4 separate regions of the Mus musculus genome follow, and all the other regions are linked to region 3. The links are chromatin contacts, called in public Hi-C and HiChIP or PLAC-seq maps. All regions are on one chromosome and are shown on one strand. Each heading gives the region's core, a stretch centred on a gene start, on an enhancer-like site or on the middle of the called end of the contact. The rest is flanking DNA. Distances are from core to core; before and after follow the strand shown. Region 1 overlaps Gm36372 (a long non-coding RNA gene). Region 2 has its middle 89 kb from the start of Gm36372. Region 3 holds the start of Trib2 (tribbles pseudokinase 2). Region 4 has its middle 76 kb from the start of Gm36235.

Region 1 (3,779 bases), core at 116-2,615, 390 kb before region 3:
GGGAAGAGTAGAGGAAAAGAGGAAGGAAGGAGGAGAGGGAGAAGGTATAGGAAGAGGAAGAGAGGGAGGAGGCAAGAACAAACTTCTGGAAATTAGTCTTCCATGCAATAGGATCGAGAGATAAAAACATGAGACAGGGTTCTCTGACTGGGTTAGTGCCTTTGTTGGAATGCTTTATGAAATTCCTTTGGTTGTGCTACCCTGACTAATAAGAAAGTCCTTTCCAGACACCAAACCTACTGACAAAGGACCTTAGACTTTGCAATGCCTTGGTCTAGAACTGTAATCGATACATTGCACAGCCAGAGGGAGTTCATCCTCTCAGCTGGCACAGACCAAGGCAGTTTGGGGTATCTAGGAAGAACAGACTGCAAGATGAATTCCCATGAAGTTTACTTGCTTCTTTTGTGATAAACTCATATTTCAGAGGATACAAATCTTCTATTTATAGTACAACTACCACGGGTGACTTCTCATTCATTTAAACATATCTTGAAATAGTTGCTTGCATTTCATCAATGCCATCTCCGATGCTCAAAATATCTCAGAATGTCTACATACACAGGTCGTTCTGTAGACAAATCCCTCAGGAGCATGAGATGCCCTTGCTAGCTCTGCAGACAATATTGTCCTTGCATTTGCAATGGCCAGGAGCCTGATTTGCAGTTCTGGGTTAAATCTCTGGTGTCCTCTTATTGTATTGACTTGAGCCAATGGCAGCATGCTTGCCGTCTTCAGGCACTGCAGTTTCCCAAGTCTTCCATGGAACATACTGTAACGGGGTTTGAACATCTATCTTCATGGCCTCATTGTGTGGTTAACTACTTTTAAACCTTAAAACAATCCACCGTGGCAAGATTTCCAAGCTTCGCTGGTCATATGTCTGCTTTTTTCTCTTCAATGTTACTCCCCTGAAGTTCAAATAGAAATGAATGATTATATTATTTGCTGAACTTGGCATATTAGTAGTCTCTAGAACATTAACCATCCAGCTGGCCTCTTTATTTATCCTTTTCATTTGAGACAGATGGACATGTGTTAAAAAGATTTTTTTTCTTTATCAGCTATAAATTACCTGGTCTTGAATGAAGCATGTCATCTCCCAGTGTCTGCTTTCTCATCATCAAACAAACAAAATACCTCAAGACAACGTCTGTTCACCACAGTGCCTGCATCCTCCCTGCTTAGCCCATAGCTTGGCTCCGACCCTTGGCGTTTCTGGTGACTAGCACTGGCCATAGGGCTCACTATCAGAGAATAAATGTGATGAGAAGTGACATGTGGCTGAATTCATTATTTGTCTGCTGCTGTGATAAAGCACCATTACCAAAAGCAGCTTGGGAAAGAAAGAATGTATTGTGAGTCATGCTTCTAGAGGGATACGAGTACACTATGGTGGGGAGACATGACAGCAGACAGTAGGCATTTGCTCCAGTGGAAATCTGAGCATCCATCTCTTCAATTGTGAACACAAGCAGAGAGAGTGAGCTAGAAGGAGAGTGAAACTATGTACTCTCAAAGCCCAATCCCACTGGCACACTTCCTTCCCGAAGTCTGTATCACCTCTCCAAAGAGCACAACAAACTGGTGAGCAAGTGTTCAAGTGCCTGAGTCTATGGGTGGCATTCACATGTAAACCACCACAGTGGCATCTGCATAAAAATCCTAAGGAGGCAATGCTGTATTTTTCACATCTATTTCTTTTTTTTTCTTTTCCATTTTTTATTAGGTATTTAGCTCATTTACATTTCCAATGCTATACCAAAAGTCCCCCATAGCCACTCACCCCCACTCCCCTACCCACCCACTCCCCCTTTTTGGCCCTGGCGTTCCCCTGTACTGGGGCATATAAAGTTTGCGTGTCCAATGGGCCTCTCTTTGCAGTGATGGCCGACTAGGCCATCTTTTGATACATATGCAGCTAGAGTCAAGAGCTCTGGGTTACTGGTTAGTTCATAATGTTGTTCCACCTATAGGGTTGCAGATCCCTTTAGCTCCTTGGCTACTTTCTCTAGCTCCTCCATTGGGGGCCGTGTGATCCATCCAATAGCTGACTGTGATCATCCACTTCTGTGTTTGCTAGGCCCCGGCATAGTCTCACAAGAGACAGCTACATCTGGGTCCTTTCGATAAAATCTTGCTAGTGTATGCAATGGTGTCAGCGTTTGGATGCTGATTATGGGGTGGATGGATACCTCCATTGTTGGTGGGATTGCAAGCTTGTACAACCACTCTGGAAATCAGTCTGGCGGTTCCTCAGAAAATTGGACATAGTACTACCGGAGGATCCAGCAATACCTCTCCTGGGCATATATCCAGAAGATGCCCCAACTGGTAAGAAGGACACATGCTCCACTATGTTCATAGCAGCCTTATTTATAATAGCCAGAAGCTGGAAAGAACCCAGATGCCCCTCAACAGAGGAATGGATATTTCTTTAGGCCAGCTGGCTGCTAAGAGCCACGAGGTCTCAGACTTGTGGGGGCCTGAGCATAGAAGAGGTCCTGACCTTTGCATTACCACATAAAACAAATCAAAACAAAGCACACAAACCCCAGGGCACCTTATGTTTTCTATACATGAAGATAACCACTTACCTTCTACTCTATTATAACACGTAAAGAAAGGCTGAAGCCAATCAACCGTAGGCTGATACGAGAGTAAAGGCAAACCTTCTATTGGGCCTGCTGCTTCATACATCTCCCTGATATCAGCTACTAGGGTTAGGGGAAGTGGGGCTTAGGAATCAGGGAAGGAGAACAAGTGATCAGATTGTCAGGGAAAGAACTTTAAGGCCAGCATATCACACTGGCCAGTAGAGCCTGATGAGAAACTTTGAAGGAGTCCTCTGCATCTTCTTGGGCTTTCATAACAAAGCAATCGACAGGAGTCTTCTCACACTGCTGAAGGCTGCCAGGATAGCATCAAGGGGGTGGCAGGCTTGACTCCTGCTGAGTGCAACAAGATTTGTTTCCAGTCTTCCCTCTTAGCTAGGAGATCTTCATCAAGCTAGATGCCCAGTGGCAGCTCCCCTTATATAGGTTTGTCTTCAAATTCTTCCTTTTTATAAGGACACCTAACCACACTGTGATAGAACTTACCTAATAACCTCTATTTTAACTTTATAAAGATCTTGTCTCCAAATAAGGTCATGTTCTGGTAGATAGGATGTCAATATATTAATTTTGAGTGGCAGAATTCAATCCATAAAGAGAACTTTTAGGGGAAATTATATTGTCAAAGAAACAATCACCCCATAGATATTTAAGAAGTAGGAAAAAAGTCCATTTAATATTATAAGACAACTCTTGGATATTAATATTCAAGGAAAGTAAGGAAAGCCCTCTAATCCCCAACACTCCTGTGACTGTCCTTGATAGTGGGACAGGCCTAGAGAAGGTTCTATGCTAAGTGTAAGGATAGAAACCACAAAGTACACATGGCCTTAGCCCTGAGCTCTGTTTATCAGCCAATAGAATTCATTCTTATTGCAAAGGTCAGAGGTCACAAGTTCTACCATGTTGAAATGTGTAAGAAAAGTAAGCCAGGAGGCCAGTCTGTGGAACTTTATCACCCAGGGCTTGTAAAGATGTACTGTCTCAAGTTTCATTCTTTACATCCCATGGATTGGGTGCCCCCACCCCCACCCCAGCATGTGAGACCTGCAGGGGTGTGAGTTGGGGGCAGGATCTGGTCCTAGATACAAACACAGGTTCTTTGAATAACCGCAGATGCTCTTTATCACACAGCCATCTTTCTCTGGCCTCAAGTTTTGAGTT
Region 2 (3,875 bases), core at 1,128-3,627, 500 kb before region 3:
TAATAAAATGCAAATGTGTGTCTCCTGGATTTCAGGAGTGAGGATGGAGTTTCAGATCCCATCTCCCTTGTGCAAGTCTTGCCTTATGTTTCTCTGACAGCCCAGGTAAAATAAAAACATTCACAAAAGAAGCATTTTTCTTCATGGCCTGGAAAATCGATTCTGATGTTTATCTTGTTCGTTGGAATGTCCATCCCCCACCTTTTCTACCTAGCAAAATATGCCACAGCCAGTCTCTAGCTCTCCACCCAGGGGCAGTTGTAGCTAGGCTGTTAACCCAACCTAGCTTTAGGTGCTCTGTTCTTGTATTCAGTGGTAACCTCCACAGCCTCTAGTCTTCCTAGCTCCAAGCTCAGGAACTTGCAACAACACTGCCAGGTCAGCCTTCCAGAACAATCTCTTGTCTCAATCATTTGCACTCTGAACTCCCTAGACTTGCGGTTACTGCCTTTGTTTTCACTGTTCTTGCCTCTGCCTGTCTTCTGCTGAAGGTGCTTCTTGTCCGTCATCCTGGTTTTTCCTTTTCTCAATTTAGCTTGAGTAAGTGGCACAGCATCCTGCCTTCTCTCAGCCTAACAACACCAAATATGGAGCCCATTCCTTACCCTGCATAGTTGATAACGGTGATGCATGGCCTTACATGGACTCTATCATGTATTTCTGTTTTAGAAGTCATCACTTTAGCCTAGTATTTTCACAAACTTCACCAGATTATTGTATAGAACCTCAGAATAAAAGCTGGTGATTACATAGAGGAGGAACTCTCCTGTCCAGTTGTAACTTCTCTGATCACTAAGTCTTAGGAGTTTAGGAGGGGATTTCAGGCAGGTCTTACTTTTCTCAGGTCACAAATTCACATTTCATATTTATGTATGTTTTAATGTATTATGTATATATTTATGCATGTAATGAGCCTAGAACATACAAATGTAATGCCTGAGGAAAACCGGAGAGGGTATTGGATCCCTGGGACTGGAGTTAAAGGTGGTTATTAGCTTCATGGAGGTACAGGGACTGCTACAAGAGCTGCAGGTGCTCTCAACCATGGATCCCTCTCTCTAGCCCTCTACTAGCTTCTTTAAGGGGGTCTATTTGAATTTATTCTCACAACAGATTTTCCTAAAGTACTCAGAGATGTTCTCCAGTGCATTCTTTGTATCTGACCCAAATGCTCCTTCAGATACTACACCTGTGTAGCTGGAGACACCAAAGCCAGAGAAAGCCTGGATTTATGCTGCTGCACCTGTTGAAGACAAATGCTATGGATCTCTGAGGTTAGTACAAAGTCTTGCCATACCAAGAACTAGGAAGGTGTAATGGTATTTCTATCTTCAGCAATCCTCCCCCACTCTGCCCTGCATGCTCCATATGTCCACACATGTTTGATAAGCAGAACTCTGCTTTTCAAATATTCGTGACAGGGAAGACAGCAGAAAAAGAAGAGAGATGACAGCTGAGAGCTGATAGTGGCTTGCTGACCTACAGTATGACTGAGCAATGGCTGAACTCCTCAGCCCTCAGTCTGGTCACCAACATGTGATTACTAATGTCACTGCTCCTGACACCTCTTCTGGTGGGCACTTACAAAGATGGAATGATTTAACATGTGTCGTGTCTTAGGTAATGTGTGACATGCCTTACTGTGTTTCTTGAGCTGAGAGGAGGCCTAAGTCCTATTTCTACTACTTGCTACCAGCTAAGTTCTCCTCCCCCTTCCCACCCCCCCCCACCCCCTGATTGTGTTGTGAGTTTGAACAAGTTCTGGGTTCATAGGCTTAGGTCATACACATTTTTATTCAATGCTGGGGCTAGAACCCAGGACCTCATGCATGCAAGGCAAGCATTCTACCAACTGAGCTACATGCTTAGTCTCCCAAGTAGGCCGATATTTCTGCCTATAAAATCCCTACAATGTGAGGTACAGCCTCATGTCACACTTCTATCAACACCAGGAGTGTCTTTCCATTGACTTAAAAGCTTGTGGTCTACCATTGTGGCCCCGCCCCCCTCCCCCAGAGCCATTCCTACACCAGTCCAGGCTCATGAATACTCTGCCTTTTCTCAATGCAGGTCTGAGTCCAGATTTCCTTTTTGTATAAGGCTATCAGGCACACTGGGCTAGGACCCACTCTGATAACCTCATTTACCAGCATTTCCTCTGTAAAGACCCTGCTTCCTAAGAAGGTCACATTCTGAGGCACTGGACCTCAGGACATCAGTGGATTTTAAGGGAACCCACAGTTAAATCTCCACCACTCAGGTCGATCACAGACCTAGGGCTCATAGCCTCTGGTGTGGTGCCTGTGTTTTCCTTATTAACCCTGCTGTTCAGCCTCCAGGAGACTCCATTCCTCATGAATTTACAGAGAGGCACCCGAGTAACATTTCCTGAATTCTAACTCTTTTCTCTGCTGCTGCAAAGCTGTTACGCTCTTTGGTTTCTTCTTTCATCCACCTGGCTGCCAACCAAGGTCTAAAAAAAAAAAAAAAAAAAAAAAAAAGTCCCCATGCTGCAAGCTGAATTCCTGTCTCGGGTCGATGTAGGTTTATTGATATTCCAGTATGGTTTGCTCCATGATTTATGCTCTGCAGTTTGTGAACCACAGACCCAGGGGAAAAAGAGATAGTGAAAGAGAGCATTTTTTTCCATCACTTTATATGCAGTACGTTGAACCTCAATTTCCTGCCATGTTATTTCAGAGTCCTTAAATATCCTTTTCTCTGCATGGACATTAGGAACGACAAAGCCCCTTCATTCTTCAGGTTGAAATATGAGTCCTGTAAGAGCTATAATCACAGTGGTCTCTTACTAGTGAAAACACTTACCTGTGGACACATGCCTTCCTGTGGCTCTGAGTTTGGGCAGGGGATGCCTGACCCAGGACCTATAATGATTCAAAGCACCACATATGGGTCTGTAAGGAGCCTCATTATTCCTGTGAGACACTGCCACACAATGGCTGTGTCCTTACTTCCTGCATCAGAGGTATGGAGTGAAAAACAATGAAAAATCTGAATACAGTAATTCAGAATTCGGATTGCTGCCCAGAGAATGGCACTTACAACCGTGGGAGCCATGGCAGGGCTCTTAAAGTCTCTAGGCCAGACTTAGAATAGGGGGCAATATACATGACCAGACCTGGACTAGATCTTAGATATTGTTTTCCATATGAGAACCCAGGGCAACAATCTTCATAGGTGTTAGAGTCATAATAAGATAAAAAGGCAAAGCAAAGCTAAGAAGCATAATGTGGAAAATATGCCTACCATTTTATTTCTGTTATGTGTAGAAATCATTATAGATGGTTTTCACAAACAGTAAAATGGAAGAGAAGAAGAGCTACTAGATTGGGGCATGAGAAATGGTTCAGTTGTTAAAGTGTTTGCCACACAAACTTAAGGACCCAACTACAATCCTAAGATCTAATGTCAAAGAGCCAGGTCCATTGTGTAAGACTGGTGTTGTGGATGTGAAGATCCTTGGAGCTCAGTGATAGCCAGAATAGCCATCAGATAGCTGAATTGGGGAGCCCTAGGTTTAGTGAGAGAAGCTGTTTCAAAACAAAAGTGGAAAGTGATTGATCTATGGTCTCCATATGCAGATGCACACATATGAACACCTATTCACTTGTCTGTATACATGAACACATACATATACATGTAATAAATAAATAAATAAAAATAAGAGGGAGGAGGAAGGAGAGAGGAGAGGGGTAAAGGGATGGGGAGGAGAGAGAGGGAGAGAGAGAGAGAGAGAGAGAGAGAGAGAGAGAGAGAGAGAGAGAGAGAGAGAGAGAGAGAGAGAGAGAGGATTTCTATATGCTGACAAGCATCCCATTTGCTGTGGAGCCTCCCAACTGCTTGAGTTATGAGGC
Region 3 (4,209 bases), core at 1,632-4,131:
AGCAGTCCCTGAGAAGTGACGGACTCACCCTCAGTGATGGACAGGATACATCAGGCATCTGCATAAGCTGAGGCTTTGCTTGATCTGTTAAAGCAGTGGTTCACAGCCTTCCTAGTGCTGCAACCCTTTAATACCGTTCCTCATGTTGTGGTGACCCCCAGCCATAAAATTATCTTTGTTGCTACTTCACAACTGCAACCGTATTACTGTTCTGAATTGTATGTAAATATCTGATATGCAGGATATCTGATACGAGAACTCCAAGGGGTTTATGACCCATGGTTGAGAACCACCATGTTAAGGCTCTAATGCTTTCTCTTCTCTGTGATGCCCACTGACAGGAACTCCATAATGAGCACCAGTGTGGTCTTCCTGATACCTCAATACACTTCCTGATTGAAAGTCAACTTGGAGTCGAGTCTATTTCTCTACAAGAATACAGTGGTCTTCAGCTGCAACATGACCAGGCATTCCCAGTGTAATTATAACCTGCTTCACCACTTACCTGGCTGGGCAGCCCAGTTGATGGCACTGAGCATTCAAGTTAGGAGAAAGCTAGGTCTTCCTACTCCTTTTCTCTCATACTTTCTCTTTTCTCTGCCTAAATGGCCAACAATGAGCTCTTATGTGTATTATTTTATGACTCACCAGACTGTCTCAATGTCCACAAAGAACCACTGGCTTATGACAGGCAGGCTTACCCCTGTGATGACATCCAAGTATCAGGAAGATTTGGTCTCCTCTAACCTAAAGCTCAATCTAGCCCCAGAGAAGGACTAAGAAACACACACACACACACACACACACACACACACACAGAGAGAGAGAGAGAGAGAGAGAGAGAGAGAGAGAGAGGAGCAATGTAGTCATTGCAATATGACAGCCCAAGGAAACACGTATTTTTCCAGGACTCCAGGAAGTTACTGTCCTTCGATACACTTTCTCTTGTGGCGACCCCCAAACATCAAATTATTTTGCTGCTACTTCATGACAGTAATTTTGCTTTTGTTATGCATAGAATGTAAATATCTGATATGTGACCCCTGTGAAAAGGTTGTTCACCGCAAAGGGGTCACAACTCACAGGCTGAGAAACACTATCATAATTCTTCATATATTTCCTAGAACTGCAACTGCAGTTCTAGGGGTCACATGAGGTACGCAGGGCTGTCATTTAACAGACGAAAACTAGAGATCCTGGGAAGAAAAAGAAGCAAAAACAAAAACCAAACCAAACCAAAAAAGCCCATGCGAATTCAGTTTCCTTCTGAATCTGAAAACTGATGCTGAACACAAGTTTCTCAAACTTCTACAAGAAAGTTTGGTGACAGTCACCCAACAGAGGCCCCAGGGAACCTTTCTCAATGGATCCTCTGTAGAGATTGTTTGTCTAGGACCTGTTCTTGAACTGGGCAGAGACTGCATGGCACACTACTCTGTAGTCATGGTGACTTCCTCAAGCTGTGGTCCCCTTAAGGGACAGTTTAGGGATCAGAGTCTGAGTTTAAGGCAGATGAGTGGGGAGAAGGATGGGAGATCTATGAGAAGACATGGGGCATTTTAGTTTCTTCTCAAGATCTGTCCTCTAGGGTGGCTAGCTGAACAAGCAAGGTCCATTCACTACTCTGAAACAACCCTCAGGGAACTCCTGATCATTAGAGCCACTATTGTCCCGGTTAAGTATAATTATAACTAGTTCTCTATTTCTGTTCAAAAGTGGTAGTGCAGAATATTGTTACAGAGTGACCTCCCTCATAGAAAGAGGTGCCTTATGCGGGTAAAAACTCAAGAGTAAGCCCAGCAGTCTTGCCCCAGACCTTGGTTGCTTCTTTCTCTTTCTGTTTTCCCCTGCTACATTGCTACTCTTACCAGGATGCATTAGGTAAAGTCAAGAGGCTTAAGCTGTGGTCTGAACTTTCCCCAGGTCTGTTCAAGCCAATGGTCCAGAACCTTCCCAGGAAGTTAAGAATAAGCAAGGGTCAAAGTGCAGCCTTCCGTTGAACCCGGTATTGAATGTGTTCTTGGCCTAAATACTGAGATGCCGGGGCTGGAGAAGCCTGACTCCTTGGCTAGGAGCCAACATCCTTTGCTGGAAGTGTGGGTGCAAAGGTGTGTGTTCCTGAGCTCTCCCCAAAGACCTTGTCCTGAAGTCAAAAGACTCTGAAAGGATCCCCAATCCTATAACTGGTAAGTGGGGGAGGGGTGGTGACACTAACTACAAGCTCACAATGGACTTCTGTTGAAATGATAAGCAACCGGAGAGAAAGAATAAAACTAATTCTAGAGACTGTGGGCTGCAAGAATCCTTCATTTTTTTTAAAACCCGCGGGGAACTGCTTGTTCAGGTTAACATAGCAGCAGAGGGGTGCCCGGTACCCAGAAGATGCGAGGCTTTCTGCGGAAAATCCCGGGGAAGAGGATCTAAGTCTCAAAGTTGACCTGAGCCTGCCGGTGTTGCGTGGCGACGGTGGCAGATACACAGTCCAGCATCCCTGTCGCTGCAGCGCGAACAGCAGGCCAGGGGAGCCCAGAGCCCTTGGACTGCGGAAGGATATAAAGCACTGTTTACCTCGCGCCTGGCCGAGCCATCCGGGGGCGAGGCTGGCGCCCCCAGTGGGGGCACTGCAGGAGTGGCGGCAGCAGCCCTGGCCGCCGGCGGGCGCAGGGGAGCCGCGCGCGCACTGGCAGCGGCGCCGCTGATTGATGGGCTCCGGGCTCAATGACAGGGGCCGGGGCGTGGGTAGGGCGGGGCCGGCGAAGAGGGCGGGGGCTCTGTGGAAATGTGTCGGTGACATTGAATGGGGAGACCGAGCGCGAGCAAGCGAGGCGCGCGCGCACACATACGCGCACACACAGCCGGGCTCGCTCCGAGATCCCCGGCCACGTAAGTAACTATTAATACCGCCTCGCCCGGGGATGCGGGCGTGCTTGAGCGCCGGGATTGGCCTAGGGCGCCGTGGCCATCCCCTTTAATTTTTAAATACACGGTCCTCTCCTACTTCTGGGTGGCAAGAAAAAAAAAATAATAAGAAAAGAAGACAAGCCGTCGATTTTTATTTTTCCTGCAGAGCAAACCCCGCCGTGCAATTTGGTCGCAAGGCATCGGGAGACAAGAGTGGTTTGCAAATTGTTTCAAGGCTCAAGACCCAGTTGTGCAGCGGAAAAGGAACGCCGCGGGTTGACGGAGTCCGGGGAGCATCTGCTGGCAGCTCCTGCAGGACCCCCGGAAAGCTCCTGCTGCTGGTACCCCCCAGGTCACCGCCCGCACTTCTTGCTTCATCGGAGGAGGATCTGGGACGTGAGCAGCGACAGCAAGAGCTAGTGCTGACCGCGCGGGCTCTGCCTTGGGCTTTGTCGCGGTACCTGTGCCTGCCCTACTCCGCGCACTCCCTACTCAGCTTTTGCAATCTTTTGTTGCCACTGCTGACCGCCCCAAGTTAAAAGCGCCTTTGCAATTTTTTTTTTCTGTCTTTTTTTTTTTTTCTTGAGAGAGACAGCTCTGCGATTTTTTGGAAAAGCCTCAGACGCCATCTACAGTTAAGACTTAGGTAACTGCCCTCTCTAGCACCCCCCTTACACGCCCCCCACCCTTTCCACCAAAAAGAGGGGGGTGCAGCGCGGATTCTGGCTGCCGCGCGGCGTGAGCCGGTAGACCCGAGCTTATTTCCTTTTTCTTTTTGTTTGGTTTCTAACGCGTGGAGGGCGAGCCGGCGCCGCGCGCTCCCTGAAGACTGCACAAACTCCACGCAGGGCTTCTCCGCCCGGTCTGCGGATCCTCAGCTGGGGATCGCTCAGAAGCCCGGCGCTGCAGCTCCTCACCCCAGAGGCACGCTCACTCGTCCAGATCCACGCTGCGAACAGAGACCCACTGAGTCCAGCGTGCGGTTCTGCACCGCGCTGGCAGCTTCTGGGTAACAAAAGGACCCGAGTTGTCCGCAGAGCGAGCACCCCCGGGAGCGGGGCTCGCAGCCGGGGACCAGCCCTGCAGCGCCCATCTGGGGGCTAGTTCTTAACTCTTCCTCCACGGAGCCCCAGACGGGTCCCCTCCCTTCTTGATCCTTTTAAGTCGGTAGCACCGAGGCGCCTGCACCGGCGCGGCTCATCCATCTCTCCAGAGGGGTTTTTTGGTTTGTTTGTTTGTTTTGTCGTGTGCGATCCTCACACTCATGAACATACACAGGTCTACCCCTATCACAATAGCGAGATATGG
Region 4 (3,834 bases), core at 988-3,487, 270 kb before region 3:
GTGACTTACTTAGGCAGCCATGCACCTTGATGGCTCTCTAGAACCCTTCCTCACCAGAGTACCCTAGGCTACCCAGCCACAGTCACTGCTCAAAGGAGCTTCACACAGTCCAGAACCCTGAAGGGAGAGCTTGACAGACTTTGCAACAGCTAGGAGTTGTTTATTGTGTATCTATGAGTGGGTATGTGCTGGTGGGTGTGGTCAAGATTAATATAGCAATCTAGTATGGCTTTAGAATGGGGTATTTAGACCATTTCCATTCAATGTGATTGTAATTTCCATTTAATGTGAATGTAAATCTATCACTTTGCTTCCTGTTGCTAGCTTCTTCCTGTTGCTGCTTTATCTCTTTTTCTGGGTGCCTTTGAAATTTTTGGAAATTCTATTTTCTTTTCATGCTTGCCTTGGCTCATGTCTCATTTTTAGTTTTAAAGTGAGTGACATGTTTCATATAAATGTGTGTATGTGTGTATAATATCTCTTAAACTTATTACCATATGATTTTAGATGGTATAGTACCACTCCATACATGGTATAGTACTTTTTATTTTTAAAGAGTTTAAGTCAATTTTAAATTACATGTATGTTTGTATAGTGACAGGTGGGTTCATGTGTGTATACATGGAGTCCAGAAGAGGATGGCTGACATTGAGCCCTTTGGAATTGTAGCTATAGGCAGGTGTGTATCCCCTGATGTAGGTGCTGAGAACCAAACTCTGGTCCTCTGCAACAGCAGACCATGCTCTTTCCAGCTAGGTCCTCTCTCCAGCCCCTGGCATGGGAATATGATTACACTGTATTTAATTCACACACACCCATTTTTTGCAGCATTGCTATGTAAATCTATCTTTGTTTGTGTATAATATATCACTGCAATTTCTGTTTTAGACAGGAAGTTGTTTTTTTCAATAATGTAAGTTAAGGAAGAATGGTTCCTTAGTTTGCTTTATTGCCACAATTTATTGTGGGTTTCATTTCCTCCTGTATATTATACAATTTTGACAGAATGACTTCCTCATATTTATCTCGTGTCCCGATGACAATGTGAGGATTTATGAGTTAAGAATGAAGGAAGTGGGGAGGGCAGAAAGGAGGCCGGCTGGCTTCACACAGCACTTTGTGTATATAGAATGAATGACCATGTGTTGTATTGCTAGCCAAATTTTATAGAAGTCTTAGGTGAAGGTCTTTATTACCCTAGGTCCTTCCTGTAGCAATGTGCATAGTCATGTTCATTTAACTATTGGCTCAGTCTCATGGCATGCTGCTTGTGTACATTTGCCTAGAGTATCCATTGGACCCCCAAAGACGGGAGAATTTGTCTCACAGGTTCAGAAGGTTGAACCCATAGTCCCAGCATTTGTGAGTGTTTAGCAGAGGAGTTACTTGCTCTTCTGGCAGATGGGAAGGTAGAGAAAGGCAGGAAGGGGCCAGTCAGGAGCAAGACATCCTTCCTGCAGTCTTGTCATATCTCATAAGGTCCTTCGAACCTCTAAATGTAGTGCCATACGCTGAGGGCTAAGCTCCACACCACGCGAGCCTTCTGGGGAGAGTTTGTCCCAACCAAACCATAACACATGTGCAGTGATATTACTCAAAGTATTTTACAAATCTTGAGACTTGCGAAGCTGGCTTTGCAATATTCACCTAGGCATTCCTCTCTGTTTTTAAGCTTGTGCCTAACATGTTCTAAAAATACTGTTGTTTCTTTTGCCACAAGGCAAGGAGGCTTAGGGCTAGAACCAAGCAAATGCTACAAAGTCACAAGTCAAGAAACGGGAAACAGTGAGACAATGAGTATTTTAATGTTGAGTTTTGTGCTGATTAATCCAATGGATCAAGATAGAATCCTCATGTCAATGTCTCTAAATTGTTCATGCCATTTTATATAATGTCTAACTCATAACAGAGCAAATAAATGCTTAGTGAATAAAAAATGGTGGAGAATGAGGGTAGAACACGCACAATGGAGGGACAGAAGCAAGCAATACATTGAAGATTATAGAGATGAGACGAGCAGGGCGAAGGGAAGTCTGCAGTTATATGGTATTTTTGGAAAAAAAAAAAACGAGTTTCCTTTTCCATGCTTCCAGGCCATGGGTTTTAATTTGTGGGAGTCATATGCTGCAGATGTTGCCATCCCTCCTCTGGTCAGATCACCATGACAAAGGCACTGCCTGCTCTATAAATAGATAGTTAGATTGATTTCACATCCTGCTCTGGTTCTCCGACTGCTTGCCTGGTGCGACACCAAGATCGATGAGTGATTCCATCCAGCGAGTGCACAGACCCTCCGCGCTCTCTTCTGGAAGATGACAATCAGGCTCATTAAATTCAGCACAAAGCAGCTTCAAAGACTTTTGTCCTATCAGAGAAATTGAACCAGAGCCCATTACCAAGGCATCAAAGGGAATGGATTTAACCAGCCTTCAGCCCACACCTATTGTTAGAAAGACAATTTGGTATTTTTCTTTGCCTGCTGGGATCAGTGCTCCCTGAGACTTCAGCAGCCAGAGCTGTTGTTAGGGAAAGTCAAGTATGGAAAAGCTTTTGGCTACAGGCTTACAGGTTTCCATATTCTGGGTCCAGTTCTATATCTAAAACTCCCTACCCCCTCCCATTTGTTCCTCTGACTTCCCCCATGTACAGTTCCCCTGCTCCCTCTTGAAATTATGGCCTGTTTTTCTGTAGTTGTTACTGTTCCATATCTGTGCTCCTAAATATATAAATACAAACTGCTCAGCCCATTTAGTGTTATTTGTATGTATATGTTTCAGGGCTGACCCTTTGATAATGGCTAAACAACTGGTATGCTTTTCCCTGGGGAGGACTATTTCTCATGTCCTCAGCTTACCTTGGCAGCCTGTAGTTCTTTGTCTATGGGAAGAGGTTCCATGAATGACTCCCACTTCTATGTTAATATGTCTACTCCATTACTGAATCCTTTTTTTCACTTTAAATACTCACGATCACTGAATTCTTGGCCATGGACAAGTCACTGGGTGATCCTGAAGCTCACCTTTTCTGGGGAAGCAACCACAAATTGGGAAAAAAATCTTCACTAACCACATCCCATAGAGCGTTAATGTCTAAAATATAAAGAACTCAAGAAGCTAACCACCACAAAAGCAAGCAACCCAATTAAAAATAAAAAGGGATATAGAACTAAACTGAGAATTCACAACAGGAATCTCAAATGGCTGAGAAAGACCTAAAGAAATGTTCAAAGTCCTTAGTGATCAGAGAAATGCAAATCAAAATGACTCTGAGATTCCACCTTACACCAGTCAGAATGGTTAAGATCAAAACCTCAGTGACTGCACATGTTGGCAAGGATATGGAGAAAGAGGAACACTCCTCTGTTGCTGGTGGGATTCCAAACTGATACAACCACTCTGGAAATCAATCTGGAGGTTCCTCAGAAAATTGGAAATAGATCTACCTGAAGACCCAGCAACAGCACTCTTGGGAATATACTCAAAAGGTGCGCCACCATGCCACAGGGGCATGTGTTCCACTATGTTCTTAGTGACCTTGATAGACAGAAGCTGGAAACAACCAAGATGTCCCATGACAGAAGGATGGATACAGAAAATGTGGTTCATTTACACAATGGAATACTACTCAGCTATTAGGAATGAGAACATCCTGAGTTTTGTAGGCAAGTGGATAGAAATAGAAAATATCATTCTGAGTGAGGTAACTTAGACCCCAAAGGACATGTATGGTATGTACTCACTAATAAGTGGATATTAGCCACTCCCTGCCAAAGTACATAATACACAAGATACAGTCCACAGAACTCAAAAAGCTCAACAAACTGAAGGGCCCAAG

The links. A called contact is a pair of places that touch in the nucleus more often than the background predicts. HiChIP or PLAC-seq counts read pairs in DNA pulled down with a chosen protein or histone mark.
Region 1: a Hi-C map of the N1E-115 cell line shows a contact between it and region 3, with 6 times the contacts expected there. The contact joins the enhancer-like site here to the promoter of Trib2 in region 3. A contact is called at or near these places in 16 of 39 promoter capture datasets (the 3T3-L1 cell line, 3T3-L1-derived adipocytes, the HPC-7 cell line and 11 more), 3 of 15 datasets of contacts at CTCF or cohesin (the NIH/3T3 cell line and large pre-B cells), 12 of 484 Hi-C or Micro-C datasets (CD4 T cells, the N1E-115 cell line, bone marrow-derived macrophages and 7 more), 25 of 115 datasets of contacts at active chromatin or transcription factors (CD8 T cells, the SCID.adh cell line, Th17 cells and 18 more) and 3 of 9 other capture datasets (adipose tissue, embryonic stem cells and pancreatic islet).
Region 2: an H3K4me3 HiChIP or PLAC-seq map of neural progenitor cells shows a contact between it and region 3, with 34 read pairs. The contact joins the enhancer-like site here to the promoter of Trib2 in region 3. A contact is called at or near these places in 9 of 39 promoter capture datasets (the 3T3-L1 cell line, the C10 cell line, embryonic stem cells and 4 more), 3 of 15 datasets of contacts at CTCF or cohesin (the NIH/3T3 cell line and large pre-B cells), 2 of 484 Hi-C or Micro-C datasets (B cells and cerebral cortex), 22 of 115 datasets of contacts at active chromatin or transcription factors (T-cell acute lymphoblastic leukemia, VIP interneurons, astrocytes and 14 more) and 2 of 9 other capture datasets (embryonic stem cells and liver).
Region 4: an H3K4me3 HiChIP or PLAC-seq map of neural progenitor cells shows a contact between it and region 3, with 20 read pairs. The contact joins the enhancer-like site here to the promoter of Trib2 in region 3. A contact is called at or near these places in 8 of 39 promoter capture datasets (the C10 cell line, the HPC-7 cell line, cranial neural crest and 5 more), 1 of 15 datasets of contacts at CTCF or cohesin (the NIH/3T3 cell line), 4 of 484 Hi-C or Micro-C datasets (LSK cells, the N1E-115 cell line, cardiomyocytes and 1 more), 23 of 115 datasets of contacts at active chromatin or transcription factors (CD8 T cells, the NIH/3T3 cell line, VIP interneurons and 16 more) and 4 of 9 other capture datasets (adipose tissue, embryonic stem cells, liver and 1 more).

What each region holds. Positions count from the first base shown.
Region 1 is chr12:16,202,642-16,206,420 of GRCm38.p6, reverse strand. It overlaps Gm36372 (a long non-coding RNA gene), which reads left to right. Exons shown (of 4, transcript XR_381302.4): 4 at 1,065-1,354. Among named protein-coding and RNA genes, the nearest start is that of Gm48606, 28 kb to the left of the region's middle. Within about 2 kb of position 1,365, at least 2 of the 459 cell types and tissues checked have an H3K27ac peak or open chromatin away from gene starts, as enhancers often do. A contact at or near this core is called in the N1E-115 cell line, where this site is marked.
Region 2 is chr12:16,319,408-16,323,282 of GRCm38.p6, reverse strand. No RefSeq gene overlaps it. Among named protein-coding and RNA genes, the nearest start is that of Gm36372, 89 kb to the right of the region's middle. Within about 2 kb of position 2,377, at least 18 of the 459 cell types and tissues checked have an H3K27ac peak or open chromatin away from gene starts, as enhancers often do. A contact at or near this core is called in VIP interneurons, neural progenitor cells and oligodendrocyte precursor cells, where this site is marked.
Region 3 is chr12:15,815,457-15,819,665 of GRCm38.p6, reverse strand. It overlaps Trib2 (tribbles pseudokinase 2), which reads left to right and starts at 2,881. Exons shown (of 3, transcript NM_144551.5): 1 at 2,881-4,209. The coding sequence starts at 4,166. Gm5432 (a long non-coding RNA gene) reads right to left here and starts at 2,729. Exons shown (of 3, transcript XR_001780551.2): 1 at 2,569-2,729.
Region 4 is chr12:16,090,019-16,093,852 of GRCm38.p6, reverse strand. No RefSeq gene overlaps it. Among named protein-coding and RNA genes, the nearest start is that of Gm36235, 76 kb to the right of the region's middle. Within about 2 kb of position 2,237, at least 32 of the 459 cell types and tissues checked have an H3K27ac peak or open chromatin away from gene starts, as enhancers often do. A contact at or near this core is called in the N1E-115 cell line, VIP interneurons, neural progenitor cells and 1 more, where this site is marked.